Regions from separate parts of the Bombyx mori genome. Here region 2 is linked to region 1. Evidence: chromatin contacts called from public Hi-C data. All regions are on one chromosome and are shown on one strand. Each heading gives the region's core, a stretch centred on a gene start, on an enhancer-like site or on the middle of the called end of the contact. The rest is flanking DNA. Distances are from core to core; before and after follow the strand shown. Region 1 overlaps CAP (c-Cbl-associated protein). Region 2 overlaps CAP (c-Cbl-associated protein).

Region 1 (4,817 bases), core at 19-2,518:
AGTTATATAGTATACCATACCATAAGTATATTAAACTACTGACCATTGGAAGCTAACAATAGTTGTAGTGGTAATAAACAAATAATAATACCTTTCAATCGAATAGTACACTATCAACAACGTTGCTCTGATGTATATTTTCATATATTTTATATTATAAAGATTGCGAGTATTACTTTACGACACGCAACGCATTAAAATTCTTCAAAATTATAGAGATTAAACCTTCGATCAATAATACTACTAGATTCGCGATTAGCGCTTCAAAAACGGCCCGAAAAATAAGACCACAAATAAATTTGTGGTCTTATTTCAAATTAGTATGGTTCAATCATAGCCAACACTAAGACGTCAAAACGCTGCAATGCGCGTTCAAAAACTGAGTAAAAAACCACCGTAACACCAAGGTTTTGGAAGGAATATCTTTTTTTGGTAAATTTATATTATTAAGTGTTTTTCATAAAATAATAAACACAATTATATTGTAAATAAAACACAATTTACGAATATTGTAATTGTTTGGCCAATGTTTGCAACAAGACACCAACTATTGTAACAAACATCACCAATTCTTGAACAGGGAATGCATAGAGTAGTTTTGTTATTTTATAATGTTATTTATGTTTGTAGATTTCCTAGTAGCCCCTTGTCGCTGTGCACAATGGATATATATTGTCGCGAAAGAAAGAGGAGAAGAAATATAGAACTCTTATAAAAATTCTAGAATTGTTCAATGGTGGTGGCAAATCAATGCAAAAAAGTATTAAAAAAACTTTATATGTATGTGTAAATATTTTAAGCGTATATGCTGAAAAGGATTTGTTTTCTGGGGGAAACGAACACAGCCATAAAATAAGCCTAAATTAAACTGATTATAGAAAAATTCATTGATATAAGATTACATTATATTTGTAAAAAAGAAACCGCTCATATAAAAATGACTTCTAAAAAACAGCTTTATAACAAACTGAATCTGTTTAAAGGTAATTAAACCTACATTATTGTTTTAATTACTTCTGTATAAAGAATACGTGAAAAACATGTTTCGTGTTTCTTTTCATATTTTTTTTACTTTATTCAATTTTATTTTTTATCACCTATTTGTTGTAATAGCGGCAATGTAAAATATTATCTACTACTTTTTTGAATCGGTCAAAAATAGTTGCGACCATACAAAACAAACCTAAAACAAATATGTATATTCTGCAACTCTATGTCTTTCAATACTTACTGTGTTCTGAGCATTGAAATGTAATACCAAGAACTACATCTAGTTCCATAATACAATAAGCACGAAATTTTAAACAAATATTTTTAACCTTATAAATTAGGCTTTAAGTATCATTTTAGAATAAATACTTTTGTACTGATGTCTTTTTATGTTCAAGTGACATTTTAAATTTATTCCATAATATTATTTTTCTGACGAAAGGACCTAAATACATATATTTTGCAATGGTAATTAAACTTTATGTTTAAGTATTAAGGTTTATAATAAACTGAAGTCGTTAACATTATTAAACTTTTTTCTAAGAAATGAAGATGTTTTCGTGTCTGCAAACGTGGCCACTGGAGCGTCTTATTTTTGTTCCTGATCTTGAATCTAGTACTATTATTGATCGAAGGATTAAACTATAAGTCATACTAATTTCATCGCAGTGTCGATACCGGGAAAACTGTCGAACAATATGAGAATCTATGTGAGCGTTTACTCTCATTCGTTCATTCCATAAATTGTCATAAAACACCACAATGATTATCTTCTCTTCTTCGTCGCTTCCTTCATTGCAAGGTCATGTCCCTGAAACTTGACCTTGGTCTGTCTCGTGAGCTGTTTCCACAATGATTACAGCAGTATTATTCGCCTTACATATACACATATACACACATTAGATTCGAGATATGACTTCGTTTAATTTTCTGTTGGATAAATAATAAACAGTTTGTTATCTAAAAGATAAATTTGGCAGATGAAGATACATTCATTAAAATTAGAAGCACATAGTATACTTTTTCTTTCATATAAGCTGTGTACATACATATCTATGAGTATGTGTTTCGGGTACACATCATTTTATGTTTTTTTAGTGTGTTAAACTAAATTTTCTATGTATACTAGCCGTACTCGCTCGCTTCGCTGGGCATTTAAAATTAACATTATTATTTATTGTCATTATCATTAGGGAGTCCAACACTCATATAAATATTAACCTATCCATTAAGTACATGTGTTTTCTACGTGGATACCAAGTTTCAAGTCAATCGGATGCATGGTTCAGTAGTTATAACAGAACATCCGTAAAAACCACTGTAGATTTATATATTAGTATAGATCTGAATTTCTTAAAAAAATATGATCCTATTTTATAACTTTTAATACTATTCGAATTATATAAAATTATTGCATGTGTTCGATGACTGAAATCGTTTTAAAATCGAATCGCTATTGTTTTTTGCTTCGAAAACTATTAATTTTTAACATTGACAACCGGACTCTTTGTTGAGCTTTTCCTTATAACTCATGTCTTTCTGGGTTGTTTGTTTTAATCAAACAACGTTTATACCATAAGTGGAACTGCATAAATCTGGTAATCGACCCAAAATCCAAGCGATGCCAAGATTAATTTCTCTATTCAGATCGTATCAGAAGCATTCGATATTGAATTCCAATAATACATTTCTATTAGAACTGTATGCAAATCTATTTAGATACAATATTAGTAGGCGCTGGTTCACTGGCTATAACTTGATAAGTTTCATAAGGAGTAAACACACTTTTAATAATATTGTTTGTCAACTTTATTGACTCAAGTTAAGGTTAAAAAATGGACATCCTGCGTCTACGGAAATCTTTTGTTTTCTCTGAGATTTATAACGTATTTTTTATTGGGATTGCCCTGAGTTTTTTTTTTTTGAGACGATACGGTCATCTTATTTTTCTCTACCTATTCGCCGGTAGCGGTTGAGCTCGCGGACTCAGCCTGAGAGAATTTGCTAACACCAACCCTATTGCTTCGCAGAATCTACCACCGGATCGGAATCGCGATCCACTGAGAAGTTCTGGCGAGAAACTCAGTGGGCTGTGTCCATGGGTACGGTAATCTCTTCTCTATGATCGCACCAGTAACTGTAGGTACAAAAAACTGTAGGTACCCGGAACTGCAGGCTTTTTTTTATGGCTTAGATCAGTGGACTAGCTCACAGCTCACCTGGTGTTAAGTGATTATTGGAGCCCATAGACATCCACAACGTAAATGCGCCACCCACCTTGAGATATAAGCTCTAAGGTCTCAGTATAGTTACAACGGCTACCCCACCCTTCAAACTGAAACGCATTACTGCTTCACGGCAGAAACATGGAGGGTGGTGGTACCGGCTCTGGAATGAAATGCCTTTCTGATGCCGTTTGAAAAGAAAGAAAAGAGAATGCCAAACAACGGCTATGCCTCTGCAAATATTGACCTGCAAATATTGATTCTTTACAATCGATGTTAATTAAAAAAAGGCTGTGGTATTTCGTCTTTTTAATTGACAGTCAAGATTAGAATGATAAAAAGAAAATAACAACCTGTAACAACTACTAAGTACCATTTAATAACCTGGTAACCCTGACAATACTTGTTTCATTGAAACCGATTGATATATAAGTAATAAGTATAATAAATCCTTGTTATTAGAGTAAAATGGCGGGTACTTGCGTTGTGAATTTGGATCGATGAAAATAAAAAAGTTAACAGATTACATTGAAAAATTAAAACTACTCTTACGATTTAATCTATACTAATATATAAATGGATAATATGTATAGACATCTACAACGTAAGTGCACCCACCTTGAAATATAAGTTCTAAGGTCTCAGTATAGTTAGTTACAACGGCTGTTCCACCCTTCAAACCGAAACGCATTACTGCTTCACGGCAGAAATAGGCAGGGTGGTGGTACCTACCTACCCGTGCGGACTCACAAGATGTCCTACCACCTTACCCTGTCCTACCACTTACTGTAAAGTAAAGTACCACCAGTAAAGATATTATTATTAATTATTATTAACACCTCAATAAATATTCATCATTATATGTATGTAGGTGCATTCTAGGCGTGAAATTGTAAATGTGATAACACACAAATCAAACATATAACTTGTTTTATCATTATTTTGTAAGCGAATACTACCTTTGTTATCGAAGGATTGATAAGCTAATGTAATTAAAACCACAACGCCGATGACATTTTTATTAAAGTTATATCATTTTATGAAATTATTTTTTGATATTTGTTCTATTGACATGAGTATGTTAGTGTAGATACATTCAAATACCATATATGCTCATTTTATACTTTACTCTCATTGTAGATACGTCACAATATATACTAAGATAACATAATTTAAATAAAGCTAAAAAAGGAAAGTTCTATTTTTATAATTAGACTTTTCATTCGGTTAAATTAACGAAACCTAACCTAATACATCAATAATATTTTAATAAAAACTCAAGAAATAAATCATTCAGGCAATAACACCAAAGAATTTTAAAATATTAATGCTTTTGACAAAACGGAAACATGAAAATACTGTTGAATAATATGTTAACATTTCTAATATTAGTGAATCTATTATCGTAACATCGTAGGTTTATTGTAAGACGAATGCCAATTCTGAGTAGTGTTACGAAAAACCATTGGCAAGTTTTCATCTGATTACGAGTTTTTACCAAGATTTTCTTCGATGAAGAGCTCTGCCATCTTGTATTGATAAATGGAAACTTATCGTAAGTTTCATATTGCGCCAACAGATGGCAGTAAAACAATAAAGTCA
Region 2 (4,758 bases), core at 918-3,417, 47 kb before region 1:
AAAAATTGTAAAAAATATTATTTTGGTGTATGTACCGTATATATATTCATATGCATGTAGTAAAAAGCGGTTATTTCAATATTGCAAACTGGCTCTTCAATTTTATTTATAGATTAGGAAGAAACCATATTTTTACTGAATATTTTTCCAATAACTGGATAATTCAAAATTAAATAATAATAATGAAAAACGTTAAAATGGTGAACATAACTTTAAGTATGTGACTATGTTACGCTACGCGTTACGAGTGTGTTCCTACGGGTGAACTATTGTTATGTAAATTGTCATAATACCCTACAAAATATAATACATATTTTTTTATGACTTAGATGGATGGACGAGCTCACAGCCCACCTGGTGTTAAGTGGTTACTGGAGCCCATAGACATCTACGACGTAAATGCACCAACCACCTTGAGATATAAGTTCTAAGGTCTCAAGTATAGTTACAGCGGCTGCCCCACCCTTCAAAACGAAACGCATTACTCCTTCACGGCAGAAATAGGCAGGGTGGTGGTACCTACCCGCGCGGACTCACAAGAGTGTCCTACCACCAGTAAGAGATTAACATGCCTGATATTTCATTAAATTTCAGATTTTACACTTTAAAATACAGTTTACCATCACTGGGCTAATCTCAGCTGTTATGCATTACCAGCTACGACCGAACCAATTTCTGTTTACTTGATCATTTTCCGTGAATTGGGTTAGTGGCGCACCCTGGCGACGTAATCGCTTAGCCTATTAGGATTGCGATGTGATCACGCGCCAATGCGAATCTTCGCATATTTACATTACCGCGACAATCGATTTGTTTGTGTACTTAACATGAGCGGTTAACGTAATTGAATTAGCTGAAGTTATTTTACTGATTTCATTTGCAGGGATTGTCGCAATTTTCGATTAAGTAATTTTGAATGCTGGAACTATGAGTTTAATCAAGTTTAATGGAGTGTAGGTAATTAATCCTCATTAATATTTTAATTCATTCTCGGAATACACGCGACAATAGATAGCGAATAAATAAACATTCATTTTACAAATATTAGATGTATTCTGGAAGATAATAGAGGTTATTTTTTATTGTTTAGATGGGTTGACGAGTTCACGGCCTACTTGATTTTAAGTGGCTACCGAAGCCCATAGACATCTACAACGTAAGTGCCGCCATCCACCTTGAGACATAAGTTGTAAGGTCTCACTTTTAACAGTACAACGGCTGCCCCACCTTTCATACTGAAAGGCGTTACTGCTTCACGGTAGAAATAGGCAGGGTGGTAGTACCTATCCCTGCGGATTCACAAGACGTCTTATCACCAGTAATACGCAAATTATAATTTTGCGGGTTTGATTTTTATTACACGAAGTTATTTTCTTTCACCATGAAAGTCAATCGTGAACATTTGTTAAGTACGCATTTCATTGGAAAAATTGGTACGTGTCGGCAGGATTCGAACACCGATGCATCGCTACATACGAATGCACCAGACGTCTTATCCTTTAGGCCACGACGGTCTCAAATGATAACGATATTCAATTTAACTAAAATAGGTCTTAATCGATTTCAGTTTATGAACATTGATCAGAATCAATAAAGGAAGAACAAATATACATAAAACGTAGGCATGTCCTCGGATCCACATGCAATAAATTTTCTACTCAATTCATTGACACTTATTTAATTTTCCCTGCCAAAATGAAGCCATAGCTACCCACCCCCCTATAAACAGCGTCTACGCTAAAATTCGACGATAATATTTCTACGTGACAAAGGCCATCTGTCAAACAATTCTGTGATATGAAAACAAAAACTAAAACATAATATACAAGAAATCAACAGCCGTTACTTTTCTACGATTTATAATTTGGAACACAAAGTAAAAATTACCACGATACCAACTAATTTTCTAATAGAATGTACACACTCTTCGAAACTTTTTGAAAGAACATCACGGTTACCTTAATTAATTTAACAATGGGATTCAAAATTACACCGCTTTGCGACTATAATACAAGTGCCGAATTCCAGATCACATGCCAATGCAGATGGTAGATTACGTCGTATCGAGATAATTGGTTATTTATCTAAAAAGCCCTCGGAGCGCGTGTGCCGACATCAAAGTGGGGAAGCGAACGCAAATAAATTAAAAGTGAGCTAAAAGCGAATTCAATTAAGGCCCAACTGAGAAAAAATGTACTGTACGCTCGGGAGTGTTGAGTCCTGTCCATTGTGTGGGTCGGATTAAAACTGAGCGGGATTGAGAGAATAAAATTTCATTATTGGAATTCTTTTCGTTAAATAACTCAGTATTATTACAATTAAGTTTTGAATTATGAAAACTTACAATATAATAATAGCTTTTGTTAGACGTATCTTAGTTTTAGATTATATACACAGAGATGTGATATTTGTTGTTATATCGTAAATCAAATCAAATCAAAAAGTGTCATATGAATTCTATTGAATGTAAATTATTTTTCTATTTAATCACGAGATGGGTATTTGAGGAGTTTGAACAGCTAGACGATCACTATGCATGGTACTGTAAATATGTCCAAATTATAAGGTTTTATTATGCATTGCACTATGCGCACAATTAATTATTAATTATATTTAAAAATAACGAAAAATTCTGACTAAAGAATATATCAGGTTACAGCTACAGTGTGTAATTGTGAAAAAAAAACCGATTACGGATTCAAATCACAAACTCTCCGGGCGTACACTAAGTTAACGCCTTCCGATTCTAATTTAATTATGAAACACCCACAACATTCCGAATTTCGGGCAGTATCTCCCATAAACACTCGCTTTCCAATGAGAGCGCTTTCGTTTCCTAACTTTTGGATAATTACGAAGAACGTATTTAATTTTCATTCGCAATCTAATTGTTGTATTTGCTTTAACCATTGCTACTCCAACAAGCGAGTAATGAAACTATCGTGTTTTGTAATTTTTTACCAAGTCTATATATTAATACGTGAAGCAAAAACTTTGTATCCCTTTTTACGAAAATCGCGCGGACGGAGGAATATGACATTTTCCACACTTATAGAGAATATAGAGAAGAAGTGCACAATGCTAATATTTTTTTAAAATAATGCATAAAAGATACATTAAATCAATAAAGAAAACATTACACACACTACATACCATGTATTTGACGCACACACGCATGCATACTATTTATTGTCAAACTTTTGTTCTTGACGTCTGTTGTCAAATTGAGAATAGGATATGGTTTTTCTTTGGTAATATTTTTTATAGTGTAGTGTTGGCAAAATTTATGAATATAGAAGTATAAAATACAATCATAATAGTGTACAAACTTACAATTCCAATTAATTATAGTCGAATTTCGACTACTGTGGGACCCATAGTTCAAATAACAGGCTCTCAATACAGGATGCATTTTTTGTGTATGTACCTAGATGTACATATAACTAGGTACTGAATCTTAGTAAAATAAATGGATAAATCATCAGTAATGTTCATGTAAAGCAAATTGTCAAGTAACAATCACGAGTTCCTAGAGCTTTTTAGGATGAAACAAAAAAATATTACGAATTCATAATGAACATTTTGTATAATCAAAGGTTAACGCAATGTCTGAAAAATATTGGGGGTCCTATTTATTTTCAAACAATCTTCCAGTTTGTCTCGTTACCAAAACTTTGTTAATGAGTCGTATTTGTTTTTGTATTAACAACAGGATGCTGTTATGAATAAATCATGTAAATAATCGCGATGTTGTAATATTGAGGTAGCCTTTTCAAATTGCATTAAGTGGTCACTGGATCCATGGACAACGCAAGGTAAATAGTGTCATTCAATCAGTAATTATGCGGCTTATATTATTTTATGAGGTTTTTTTTTTACTTGTATTATTCGATGTAATTCGATCGTCGTTGAAGTCACTCGTAAACATTTTCTAATTACGTATTCTATTAGAAAAATTGGCACCTACCTGTGAGATTTGAACGTCAGCATATTCGCTTCTCTTGATACAAGTAAATCAGATGTCTTATTGTTTAAGCCATCGCTACTTCAATGAAGAACGAAACGCATGGCGTAATTATGATAGTTAATGAGGCACTACTAGCAAAAAACAACAACATAGCGTGTCGCTCAGTTTAGGGGTTTAAGTGATGTCTCTTACAATTTTAATGGACTTCGATTTCTGAGAATTTATTTTTCTTAAAATACTAACACAGACCGAATACGTTGTTATTGGTTATGTTTAAGACCGAATCGAAATGGACTTCAAAAAATTAGACATAGAAATAATGTTGAAAAATTACGAAAATATTTCTAAGATTTTTGTTTTACGAACCATCAACGACATTCACTCGAAGAAATTCACTGCAGCCTTGTAATGATAATACAAATATTTACGAATAGCTGAAATCCTACAGCTCTTCAACATATCGTAAAATCAAATATCTAAATTATATTTAATGCTCATAATATTATCATGGCATTGTTTTTTTTTTTGTATGCAAGAGTATTTGTTTTTAAGCGAGTACGATCAACATCATAATAACATTACCCGATTTTAACGATATACGGTATTAAAACTCTCCGGTCGGATACCAACATGTTTTTCGGCACCCAATTTTAGAGGCTCTCATTTTCCGACATGATATTCATACGATCGCAATCTAGTTATCGAGCGGACTCGCCATCATATTAAAATTCAATATCATCTGCTTTCGGTAGCCGAATGAAATATTTCAGATTGTAAAACTGTTTCTTATT

What was found. Hi-C and Micro-C count contacts between places; a contact is called where the count stands out from the background.
Region 2: a Hi-C map of midgut shows a contact between it and region 1, with 2.2 times the contacts expected there. The contact joins two enhancer-like sites. A contact is called at or near these places in 2 of 7 Hi-C or Micro-C datasets (midgut and whole pupa).

Annotation. Positions count from the first base shown.
Region 1 is chr9:8,603,947-8,608,763 of ASM3026992v2, reverse strand. All of the region lies in intron 2 of CAP (c-Cbl-associated protein), which reads right to left. Among protein-coding and RNA genes, the nearest start is that of LOC110384846, 5.6 kb to the right of the region's middle. Within about 2 kb of position 1,268, at least 1 of the 8 cell types and tissues checked has open chromatin away from gene starts, as enhancers often do.
Region 2 is chr9:8,651,845-8,656,602 of ASM3026992v2, reverse strand. The region is part of intron 3 of CAP (c-Cbl-associated protein); the gene reads right to left. Among protein-coding and RNA genes, the nearest start is that of LOC101736262, 40 kb to the left of the region's middle. Within about 2 kb of position 2,167, at least 1 of the 8 cell types and tissues checked has open chromatin away from gene starts, as enhancers often do.